2 separate regions of the Gossypium hirsutum genome follow, and region 2 is linked to region 1. The links are chromatin contacts, called in public Hi-C maps. All regions are on one chromosome and are shown on one strand. The core of a region is the stretch at or near the end of the contact, and the rest is flanking DNA. Distances in the headings are between cores, read along the strand shown.

What was found. A called contact is a pair of places that touch in the nucleus more often than the background predicts.
Region 2: a contact with region 1 is called in a Hi-C map of leaf, with 2.5 times the contacts expected there. The contact joins the promoter of LOC107961661 here to the promoter of LOC107961659 in region 1. A contact is called at or near these places in 15 of 34 Hi-C or Micro-C datasets (anther, callus, fibers and 4 more).

Annotation. Positions count from the first base shown.
Region 1 is chrA06:30,937,268-30,943,032 of Gossypium_hirsutum_v2.1, forward strand. It overlaps LOC107961659 (serine/threonine protein phosphatase 2A 55 kDa regulatory subunit B beta isoform), which reads right to left and starts at 3,847. Exons shown (of 17, transcript XR_001701341.2): 1 at 3,303-3,847; 2 at 2,229-2,332; 3 at 2,001-2,099; 4 at 1,765-1,884; 5 at 1,407-1,592; 6 at 1,175-1,266; 7 at 768-886; 8 at 323-446; 9 at 66-189.
Region 2 is chrA06:31,111,703-31,117,538 of Gossypium_hirsutum_v2.1, forward strand. LOC107961661 (K(+) efflux antiporter 6) reads right to left here and starts at 3,816. Exons shown (of 19, transcript XM_016897736.2): 1 at 3,270-3,816; 2 at 2,698-2,744; 3 at 2,557-2,615; 4 at 2,285-2,363; 5 at 2,145-2,206; 6 at 1,975-2,050; 7 at 1,795-1,869; 8 at 1,115-1,186; 9 at 934-1,017; 10 at 452-520; 11 at 187-264; 12 at 1-50. The coding sequence starts at 3,528.

The DNA of each region.
Region 1 (5,765 bases), core at 2,597-5,096:
CCTACGACACAAGGGCAAAGTGTTATTCAAGAGGAGAAGAATTAATTCCATAAAAACATATCAACCTTAAGGGTCAAGTAGTCACGACTTAGTATGTGTCTTCCATCCTTGGCAAACTTGATGTCTGAGATTGATGCTATGATATCTGTGAAAAAAGACCTGGAGCCTGGAGCTTCTTGTTCCTCAAACCTGTACCATCAAGAAACTTCAAAAACCAGAAAAAAGAATACAAGGAAATGCGACAGAAGTATCATACAGCAAAAGATGACAGTTAAAACGATAAATCAACCAAGAAAAAACAGAAATACCACGGGTCACTTACAATTTAATGTGGATATCACACAACGCAGACTGTCGCATATCAATAAGACGAATTGAACCCTTTGAACTACTGTAAGCTAACATATTACAGTGTATAGGATGAAATTCTGCTGAAGTTATCACCTCTGCAAGTATATACTCAAGCAAATGAATCATGCAAACATGAAAAATACATAAGAGTATTATATTTTACAGAGAAAAACCCATAAATTGATAAGAGTAACATTGTGAAACTCAAAGAGTGAGATGATGATAGTCAACTAGGAAAAATAGCAGGGTGTAGAAAAGAGGAAGAAATTTTTGCAGATGGATAACCAAAAACAGAAGGAAAGCAAGAAGGATTAGGATAACAGAAAGAACAGACCTATCAACCCATAAGCAATAAAGGAAATGTATAAAATAAATATATAAATCCATGATGTCCAATTAGAAAACTGATTCCCCACCAGTCAAATCCTCCATGTTTGCAGGTTTCACATCAACAATGTTAAAACTTTGGTTGCTAATTTCCAGGTTCCAGAGATTAATTCGCAGGTCGTCAGCCGAAATAAAAGTTTCACCATCACTACAAATAAAGAAGAAAGGAATAATAAGTATTTCATAAAATCAGGAGCTAGCTTTGAAGACGAAGTATTTCAGGTTCAAAAGTTGAGAAATTACTCTCCCAGTTTATGATCTTTCTAAATGCACTCCCCACCTCCCAACCAACAGACAGCAAATGTAAACAATTCAACTCAAGAAAGTAGAAACTCAAAGGAAAATAAAACAAGATATACATCATAGTCCATATACAAGGAATAAGAGGGAGATGGGGGCCAGTTGTGGCTAAAATCAATCAAATAAGTATATAGACCTGTTATTGGATATGGAATTAATATGATAGTCATGCGCATGAGAATATATTCTTCGACATCTGGCCATAAGTTTTGTCTCAAGAGTAGTTACCTAATTACAACATAAGCACTATGTGTCAGATCAACAAACCATATAAACAACAATTTGGCGGATCAGACACAGCCTAAACATTAAAAAATGACAAAAATAACATAATAAGTTCTTAAGTATTCATGATAGACAACAACTACCATAGGCAAACGCAAAGATGGCAAACCCCCATTTGGCAATGAAAAGTCATTGCTTGTACATCCTCCATTTGCCATGTATTGTTTGGAGCTTGTTGATATACTTGAACCAACAATAGGACCATTTCCCATGGCTTTGGTGGAATCCACATTCAAGTCACATACTTTTTTGACCTGCTTCTCTTGTACCTGTCCAAGTTTGAAATGACATTAGAAAGACCAACCGGATAGCAAGGTTAGATGAGTAAATTTGTTGTACTGCCACTTTTGGGACATAAATGTTGGAAAAAGACAATAAACACTAATCTGTGTACAACTTTATAATTGTAAAATCTAGGATATAAAAGATGCCTTTACCTACCTTCCAGAACTTGATTGTTTTGTCATTTGTCGACAAAAGAGAAAGAGCACCGTAAGCCGACTGGCACCACCTAATTTTGTTAATTTTCTCCTCAATTTCCAAGCTCTTGAGGTAGTCAAACTGTATTAAAACAATATCGTAGACATTTCAATGAAATTCAAGTCCAGAAATATTTTAGCATGTAAACAGTAAACCCAAACATTCATTATGTTTCTGGCATAACCAAACACAAATACCTCAGGTTCATGGCTCTGAAACTCTGTTTTATAGCGAAATAAAGGGTGCCTATTAATTGGATAATCCATCTTCTCTAGATCTCTCCGTTGCCCAACATGCTACACATTATTCAGTTTTGTCAAAGAACAAACCACAAAAGATGAGAACAGAACACTGGAGCAACACAGTGAGTGAAACAAACAACACAGCTTCAGAAATATAAAAGAAGGAAACAGTCAGCAACATACATCTAGAGTGTCTGTCCTTTCAAACAAAACCACCCGACCTCCTCGATCTCCGGTAGCAAGGTGATCTCCAGTTCTATTAAATTCAATAGCGGAGATGATATCAACTGAAAAAAAGAAGCACCATGTAATGAAGCGAGCAGAGGAATCAGAAATGCAGGACAAGCAAGTACCAAGTACAGCATACCCATAACTGTTTACTTCACACAAGCAGAATCACCAAGCAAAGAGCATCAGGGAGAATTATATCACCAAATATCAATTTAATCCCTCCTAGCATTGAGGACAATGAAAGGAAGGTGTCGTAAAGAGCAAACTTAATAACAGCGCAGCTGAAAATGCTTCACACAAAGATATTATATGTTTCCCACAGGACAAAAACAACAGTAATTCATGGACCTAGTCACTTACATGGAAAGATTCTAAGTCGGACAATTTGATTAGTTCACTTGGACCTTTTTCCATTTTCTACAACTCCTCCGAGATGAGAGACATAATGCAATAAACGCTAGTATACTTTGACAATGACCATGTTAGTCCAGAAATCACAACCTAAAGTCAAGTGCATCAATCACGCAAGCAAACTCAGTCACTTGCCACCAAAGGCTTGTTAAATACCTTTTTTCCCTTTCTTTTTTTGGGCACCAAACTCCAAGACCCTAGTAATTAGAACAACTTGCGGAAAACAACGGCCAAGCATATATGAAATAATATTTTATTGATTAATTATTTCAATCATTTAGTCAATAACAACTAACCTCAGCTGAAACTCAAGCGATAATTATAAAACAGGAACAAATTGATAAACCACAACTTACACACCGTTGTTTCATACCACACTTTGAAACAGTTGTGAAGCTAGACCTAGATCCTAACATTATAATGCAATCCAGCCGAATGTTATATCAAATTGAAGTCACATATTACCAATATAAACAATCGAGAAAAGAAATAGCAATGAGGAAAAACGACTAAATAATAAAACTTGTAGCTATTTGGATTAAAAAAAATGAAACTCTAAAATCAATAATGAATAACTCTAAGAGAAACCGAATCGAATAAATCCAAATATTGTACCATCCTGTATTTCCTCTCCGGCAGTTCGCTCTCCGAACACCTGCGAGAATTTCCACTCCAGTGGTTGTGGCCCTCCCACCGGAGCCACGGCTGCTTCAGCGCCGCCGTTGTTCATCGTTGTCTCAAAAAAAAAACGATTCCACCTCACGAAATAAAATAAAAAGCAAACTCAATGCATCAACGAGCCGATCTGGCACTCAGATTCACAACAAAACCGAAACACTTCATCGATTTAAAACAATCTCCATTTCAAAAATGCAAAGCTTCTCGATCGATCATCTATATATTCCACAAAGAAAATTCATCGGTGTTCCTTTATCACTCTTTTTTTTCTCTAACCGGTAATGAACATCGATTTGATATATTTTTAAACAAAAATAAACATCGACGAGATTCCACTCTATCTCCTTCAATTAAAACTTTCACAGTTTACTCTCTTATGTTTCTTTTAATTCGGGAGAGAAGAAAGAAAGAAAAATGTAAATTGGAGGATGATGACAAAGCTGGAAATGCGACGAAGCTTTTTGGCCGATTATTGGACCCACTCCCCTCTCTCCTCTTCTTTCTGGTCAATTTTTATGGAAGGTCCCTGTACTATGTTTTTTTTTAATATTAAGCACTTACTATGTGCTTACTATGTTTTTTTTTAATATTAAGCACTTACTATGTGCTTTGATATTTTTATTTGTTTATGTTTTTAAAATGTGTATTTTCAATTTTGAAATGATTTTTTTATCAAATAATTTAAAAAAATATTTTTGAAAAATATGACATCTATAAGTTAATATTTTTATATAGTTTGATAAATATTATCATGGTTTGAACAAGATTAGAGAGATTGGAAAAAAAATTAGATTCGTTTAAAATATAGGTTGAACTTAAGCTTGAACATTTAATGCTAAAGTTCGATCCAACTCAGTCTGGTTTTTTAAGTTTGTAATGTTTTATATTATTTAACTTATAGTACAAAAAAATTAAATATATAATAATATATTATTATAATGTAAGCATTAAAAAAAATGTTAAGATAACTATATATAAAATTTTAATAAATAAAAATATATGGAATTATTAAATATTAAATTGAAATGATATAAATATATATTTTTAAAAATTAAAAAAACTGAATTTAAAATAAGTTTGAGTTATCCATTTATAAATATAGGTGGACTTTAACAAAATTTAAGTCTCATATTTCGAGTTGAACCAGACTTAAGCAAGGATAAAATATGTTAATATCATATTTAGACTTGATCTATTAACACTTTTAGTTTGAACCTATTTCATCTAGTTGTTAGACAAGAACTTTGACCACTACTTCAAACAAATTTTGATTTTTTTTTAAACAATAACTAAGTGTATATATTACTATTGAAGTGTGCTTTTTTAAATAATCAACATCAAATTATTTGATAAATTAATAAAATAAAGTCTATTGTAAATCTAATTCTGAAAAAAAATTCTCTAATTTTTTAATATTTAGATTTTAGTCCATTTATTTTTAGTTTTAAAAATTTAGCTCTTTTACTATTTAAATTTTAAATTTCGAATATAATTATTAACATCGTTAAAATTTTTTTAATTATTTCGTTGGTGCGATATTTTGAATAAAAAAATTATTTAATAACTATATAATAAAAATAATATTATCATAAACTTGAAATTAACAATAAAATTTTAAGGTGTTACATTTTTAAATCTAACAAAGTAAAAAGACTGAATTCGTAAAGCATGTTTTAACTGAAATAAACATGGCAGAGGAACTCTTTTAGAATTTGACATATTCTTTTTCTGGATTATATTTTGGTGATTAATTTAACTGATTTGGAAATAGTCGATGGGAAACTATTCCTATTTGGTGATAAAACGACGTCGACTTTTGTTTTCTCAGCTTTATGGATGAGGTTGAGGGCATTGCTATGTTTAGCGTAGATTACAAGGCTCTCTCCTTTCTTTATTTTTAATTTCTGTTTTTCTTTAATCAATGGCCCTAACAAGAAAAACTCAAAAATAAAAAATATCAGCAGGAAGAATCTTCGTCTTTTGAAAGATCTTTTAGAATGGAACAAAAAATGTATAATTTATTTTATTGAAATTAACAAAAATGTGGAAAAAAATTTCTTTGTGTTTTTGAATAGGTAAAATGAGCTAAACATAATATTAGAAGGGTTCATGAGACAGGGCTGGGCCAAACTAAAGAATTATGCTGTTTGTTAAGCCTAGACCCACTTAAGAAATAGGTTTAAATTTTTTTTAAAGTTTGGTCCAGATAAAAATATTAAAATTTGGGTTCAACTCAGTTCGATCGTATTAATTCATTTTATATAAATTTTAAATATATAATATATCAAAAATACTAAAACATTAAAATAAATATTAAATATATATATACATAAATAACACTAAAATAGATACAACTTAACAAGCAAATACCTCTAAAATAATAACAAAATTAACAATAAA
Region 2 (5,836 bases), core at 2,566-5,065, 170 kb after region 1:
GTTCCAACAAGAACTGGAAGCAACGCAAATAGCAATCCCACAGCACAGTCCTGCAAAGTTCAAAACTTCTAAGGACACCAGTGTAATAAAAAGTTCAGGTAATTGAGTTGTCAGCAAGAAGGCATAAACAGAATCTGAAAACAAAACAGAACATTGAAGACAACTTTGGGGTGAAGGAATCAATACTTGCAGAATAAGAGTGCCAATGATGACTTGGCCGTGAAGCATGTTGTTAGAATTCTTCTCCATTAAAAATTTAAGCACCTGCCATTGAAAAATAGAAAAACAACATTATAAAAAGTTACTAAACGAAGATAAAGGTCTCTACGAGGAGTGTGAAGGTGTCTAAACTCAAGTGATGCGCATGCATATGAGTGCTTATATATGAATGCAAGTATGAATGTCTGTAGGTGCTGTAAGTGTCTATAAAAGTTTTGCACTGTAACTTTACCACAGCTGTTGAAGACATTGAAAGAAATACACCAACAAATACACCCTCTGAGAGTCTACCGCCACATAACTGCAAACAACATCCAATTAAAACTGCAGGATTCAGCATTACAATTGTGGCATAAAATGGTCAATAATTATATGAAAATAAGAAAGATAACATGTTGGGACAAAGCATGTACCTTAACCATATTAAGAAATAAAACATACCATAAAAACAAAAGCAAACTAAAATTGGGTTTGAAGTCAAGTAGGAAATACTGAAGATTTCAACAGCAAAACGGCAAGAAACCTCTTTATGACCCAGATGTAATCTGAAATGATGCTAATCTAATATAGACAAAAATTCTTTCCCATTTGACTAATTTAAATGTAAATTGTAGAACCTCAGTGTCCTCAGATTCAGGTGAAGGTGATGACACCATTTTATAAGGATAAATGAACCAAAACCTACATAGACTGTGTCAAAATTAATAGACATACTGAGGCTGTAATTCCACAGAGGCACATAAATAGAACTATCTGGAGTAGCCCTCCTAGGACAGCAACTGCTCGAACAACTCGAAGCTAAAATAAAAAGGATGAAGTTAGAGAAATGCTATGAAGATTGATGTAGAGAGTATCACATAAATAGAAAATAAAAGGTTCAGAGGCATAATCCAACCTTTGCAATGGAAAACTCTAGGCCCAATGCAAAAAGAAGAAAAATCACACCAAATTGAGCTACCGTTTCAACCTGCATGATTCAAATGAGAGAGAAAATACAAACTATTAAATCTTAGTAATATATATGAATAACCAACAAACAAGTTAAAACTGAAGAGCCTGTTATGAAATGACATCACAAACCTAGCATATAAATTGTTCAATTTCAGTTGCTAACAATGGTATAACGGAGTCCAATAGACCATATTACTTACTGGTACATAAATCATTGCCTATGTTTATTTTTATTTTTATTTATTGCCCTAGTTTGATATTGGCACCAAACCATCAACTACCAATTGTAATAAAATAAACTCATTTTTTAAAAAAAAAAAAAGAATGAATGAATTAAAAATTTTAAAGAAAGAAAAGACATAGATTTCAGAACAACAAATCACTAAGAGCTGTGGTTTGTTTTAGGCTTCAGATGAACTCTAAAAGAATCATAATAACTAGATTAAATGAGATGAAGGAACACAGATTAGAAACAACACTCATTTTTCATAATAAGGCTCCATGAAAAAGAGTGAACAATAGCGTTATGATCAAGAAACCATCATTCAGAGCAGTTACAAAGGGTTTAATAAATAAGCTATAAATGTTTATGGCAAATTTTTTTTAATGAAATATACAACATACTTGCACCATTTCACTGACAAAGTTAAAACCCCCAGGTCCAATAAGAGATCCTGCTAACAAATATCCAGTAATGACCTGTAAAATATGTAACAAGAAAACATATAGGAAATTAGTAATCCAAGACACTCTAGAGGGACTTGAAGACAAAGAATATATAGGCTTATATTAATACAATCAGACCGGTTGTCCAGCACAAGCAAATGCAATGCCACCACAAGTTGCAGAGACAATGACAACTACCAAATCTGATATTAGTCTGCAGAGCATAAGCACAAAAAAAAATATTACATTAGCCTATTAGATGAATGTAAAAAGCAACGTTGATGAAATGAAGATAATAAAAGGGTTACCTTAAGTCCAGTTGTAACACTGGATATTTTGATTTAAAATTAGAAATGATGAAGACATTGTCCTGAAAATAAACCAGCATCTCAGATTTCTAAATATGGGAATATATCATCAGGTGAAGTTTTAAATTAACAAATCTAACCTTCCGATCTATCAACATAGGTGTATCTTCAGCTCTGTTATCATTCTCTAGATTAAATACGTCATGGAGTTGAAATGATCTAAAAGGAGGATGCAAAAGACATGAGGAAACTACTACATGTCTCTAAGCAGTTATGAAGAAGATATGGTATGAATAGTTCAAAACTTTTGATCATCAAAATACAAAATTATGCTCTTCTATGAACACGCTAAAGTAATCAGAACTCAAAATCAACAAATCAAATCTACTCGTTAATAAGGAGAAGCACAAACTTTTCCTCTTTTGTATCATTTTTCTTTGTCTTCACTCTGGCCACGGTTTCCAAAACAGCCTGACAAGCATACACATACGGAAAGAATAAGCTAGCAAGTTTTCCCAACTGAAAAGTTTTCAAAAGAATAAGTACCACCAACCTTCTTTTCTACTACACTGTTGTTGAAACTTCCAGCATCATCATTTACTGCCAACAACAGAAAGGAAACATGATAAAAAGTCAGAAATTGAATTTCCATCCGGTTTATACCGTTAAGGAAACACTGGCAGTCTAATTTTGAGCTAAATATTTTTAGAAACCTTTCAAACATTGATTTTTTTCCCCTTCAAAGTTGAATAATCCACTGCAAATGAAGATGAATTTATAGCATAATTGACAATTGTAATTTAAAGAAGAAGAATCTATTAGCAAATCTATTTCCAGGGAATTTATGCAAACAAACTATCATTAATTCTTTAAGATCTTATAAACCATCCATTGATAACAAAAACCATAACCTACCAATAGATCCCGCTTAAAAACCTTAGAAAATAAATAAAAATAACAAGAATTAATTGCTACAGCATATAAAGAACAAGCAAAGTTGAAGTAAACAAGTATAATGTATGACTAAGTTGTATACTTCACTGCTAAGCCTTTGATTCATGGATTTGAAATCTAAACCCTAATCTAAGCAAAACCAGAGGGAGAAAAAAAGAAGAAGAAACAAACCTTCATTTTGTTCGTTCTCAGTGAACTCCTTCTCTAGAGCACGATCGATAATAGCGGCAAAAGTACCGTCCTTCGGTTTAGCTATGGAGGAAGCATTCGAAACGGTACCGTTTCCTCCGTCGTCGTCATCGTCGAACCGATCCGATTCAGCGAGTTGTTCTTGTTGTCGCTGAGCGACTGAAAAGGAAGCCAAACAAAAAAGAGAAACGAAGAAACAGAAAGTAAGGATTTCAAGGGAGGAGTTCGATTTTCTCAACATTTGGAAACGGCGGCCGGCGGAGGTTAAGAACTTGAAGAGTTCTCTTTTTGTGTGTGTGTGTCTGATAAATTATTGGAAATAGAGAACTATGAAGAGGGATTTTTGGTTGTGAATGATTGAAATTGAAAAAATTACTTATATATATACAGAAAAGCAACAGAGGGGAAACGGAGTTGAAGTAGATGTAGAAAGACTGGGAAAAAGAAACGGTAAACAGAAAAAGGGAGTAAAGTAAGTACAAAGCATCAGATCGGGTCAGGAGTCAACTTGTCGTAATTAATTAAGACTACAAAGATTTCGAAAATATAATATTGTCCGCAAGTTATAAAGTTTCCATTTTTTTTTATATAACACCATTTAATTGACAACAATTATCTTGCAGCCAGTACAAAGCTCTCCTCAAAGCCAGGCCTTCCGCAACCTGTGTTGAAGCAATTGAGGTAGCAAATATAAAATAATTTAAACAAAATAAGGGAGCTATTGAGATCGACTTGTATAAACAACGAATAAAAAAATAGAGAAAATTAGACATAAATATTTACTTGGAAAAACACCTCCAATAAAAAGGATACGGACAAACAATACTTCACTAGATCAGCAAATAATTTGAAAAAGTACAATATAGAGATAATAAAAAACAAACTCTAAACCTCGAAAATAAAACTCTCTGGTTAAAACACGAAAATCCCTTAAAGCTCTCTCTTAATCGGTCTTTTAAAATTTAATGTGATAAAAGATATGAAGAATATCAATTCTAGGGTTATTAAGGCCTCTTTTATAGGGTAAAATTCGTGGGCTAACATGACTAAAATAACCCTATACTAATCAGAGTTCGACAAGGAAAATATAGGAGAGGTTAACTAAGAGAAGAAACCCAGTGTTTGTGGGAAACATGTTGCCACGTCCTCATTCACGTCATCACAATGTTGTCCATCATTGTAACGTTAGGAAGCTTCTCGTTGTGACATCACCAGCTAACTTTGGTGTTGTGATATTGAAGCCCTTGTCGCGATACGAGTTGCGGTAAGGGCTTAAAAGTGTCTGAAAATACAAGGCACACTCTATAGAAGGGATTAAATTGAAAGGAAAACAAAACTAGCTTGGATGCCTAAAAATGAAATATAACAAAACTCTAAAGAGAGATTATAGTTCACTATTTATTCTCAGCTCATGTATGCAACAAATGAAAAATGTTAGCCTATTTATAGTTTTCCTACATTGGTTTATCCTAGTCGGTTTAACTAGATACATGCGCATATTATTATTTTAATTAAATTAATTAATATGGTTAAGCTTAAAAGATAAGTTTGATTAAAGATGACGATAAACTTTAAATTTCTCTAGAAACAAATAGAAAGATCGAGTAAGAGAGTGAGAAGTAGATGACTTCAACACTCCCCATCAATGAATTCTCTCATTTACTATTGCCCTTAAGGCCATGTCGAGTTGTTTGTGAAATTCTTCAAGCTTGGCTTTGCTAAGTCCTTTGGTAAAAAAATCGATGACTTGTTATTCATTACTAATGTGCGTCATTTTAATCTCGTCGTTAAGTACTTTTTCTCGGGTGTAGTGATAGTGTACCTCTATATGCTTCATTCGTGCATGAAAGACTGGGTTTTTTGCTAGTCGAATTGTTGATTGATTGTTGTAACAACCTGAAAGTCAATGGTGTCAAAAAATGCAATTTCAAGACACCATTTCCATAAACCGTAAAATATTTACGGAGGTAAATTATAGGTGAATGGAATTTTGAGTAGGTGATTTTGCCAAATTAGTAATTAATTATGATACAGGGACTAAATACTATAAGTAGTAAAAGTTCAAATACCAAAAGTGGTAATTAAAACAAGGGATAATAATCAAGTTAGCAATTAGACCATGACCATTATTAAGGGTGGTGAACCGTGCCTAGCTATGGGATTTATGAAAGACTAAAAGGGTAATTTAATATGTTAAAATTAAATGACCAGAATATTTATTTAAATAAAATACAGTGGTAAAATAAAATAAAAGTAAAATTCATATAGAACTACACTTCTTTTATTTTATTTTAGAATAAGGTTTTTTAAACCTTATTTGTAACAACCTGATTTAGGGCTTAGTCAGAATAGTGGTCTTAGGACCACAAATCCAGATTCGAATAAAGTATTTTATCATTATTTTGAAGTCATTGCATGTTTATATTAGTGTATGAAAAATTTGGTGAGTTAATTTTGACATTTGTGAGCCCAATTGCGAAAAAGGACTAAATCGCAAAAAAATGAAAAAGTCCTAAATTGATAGCTAAAAGTGTCAAATAGCTAGAGAA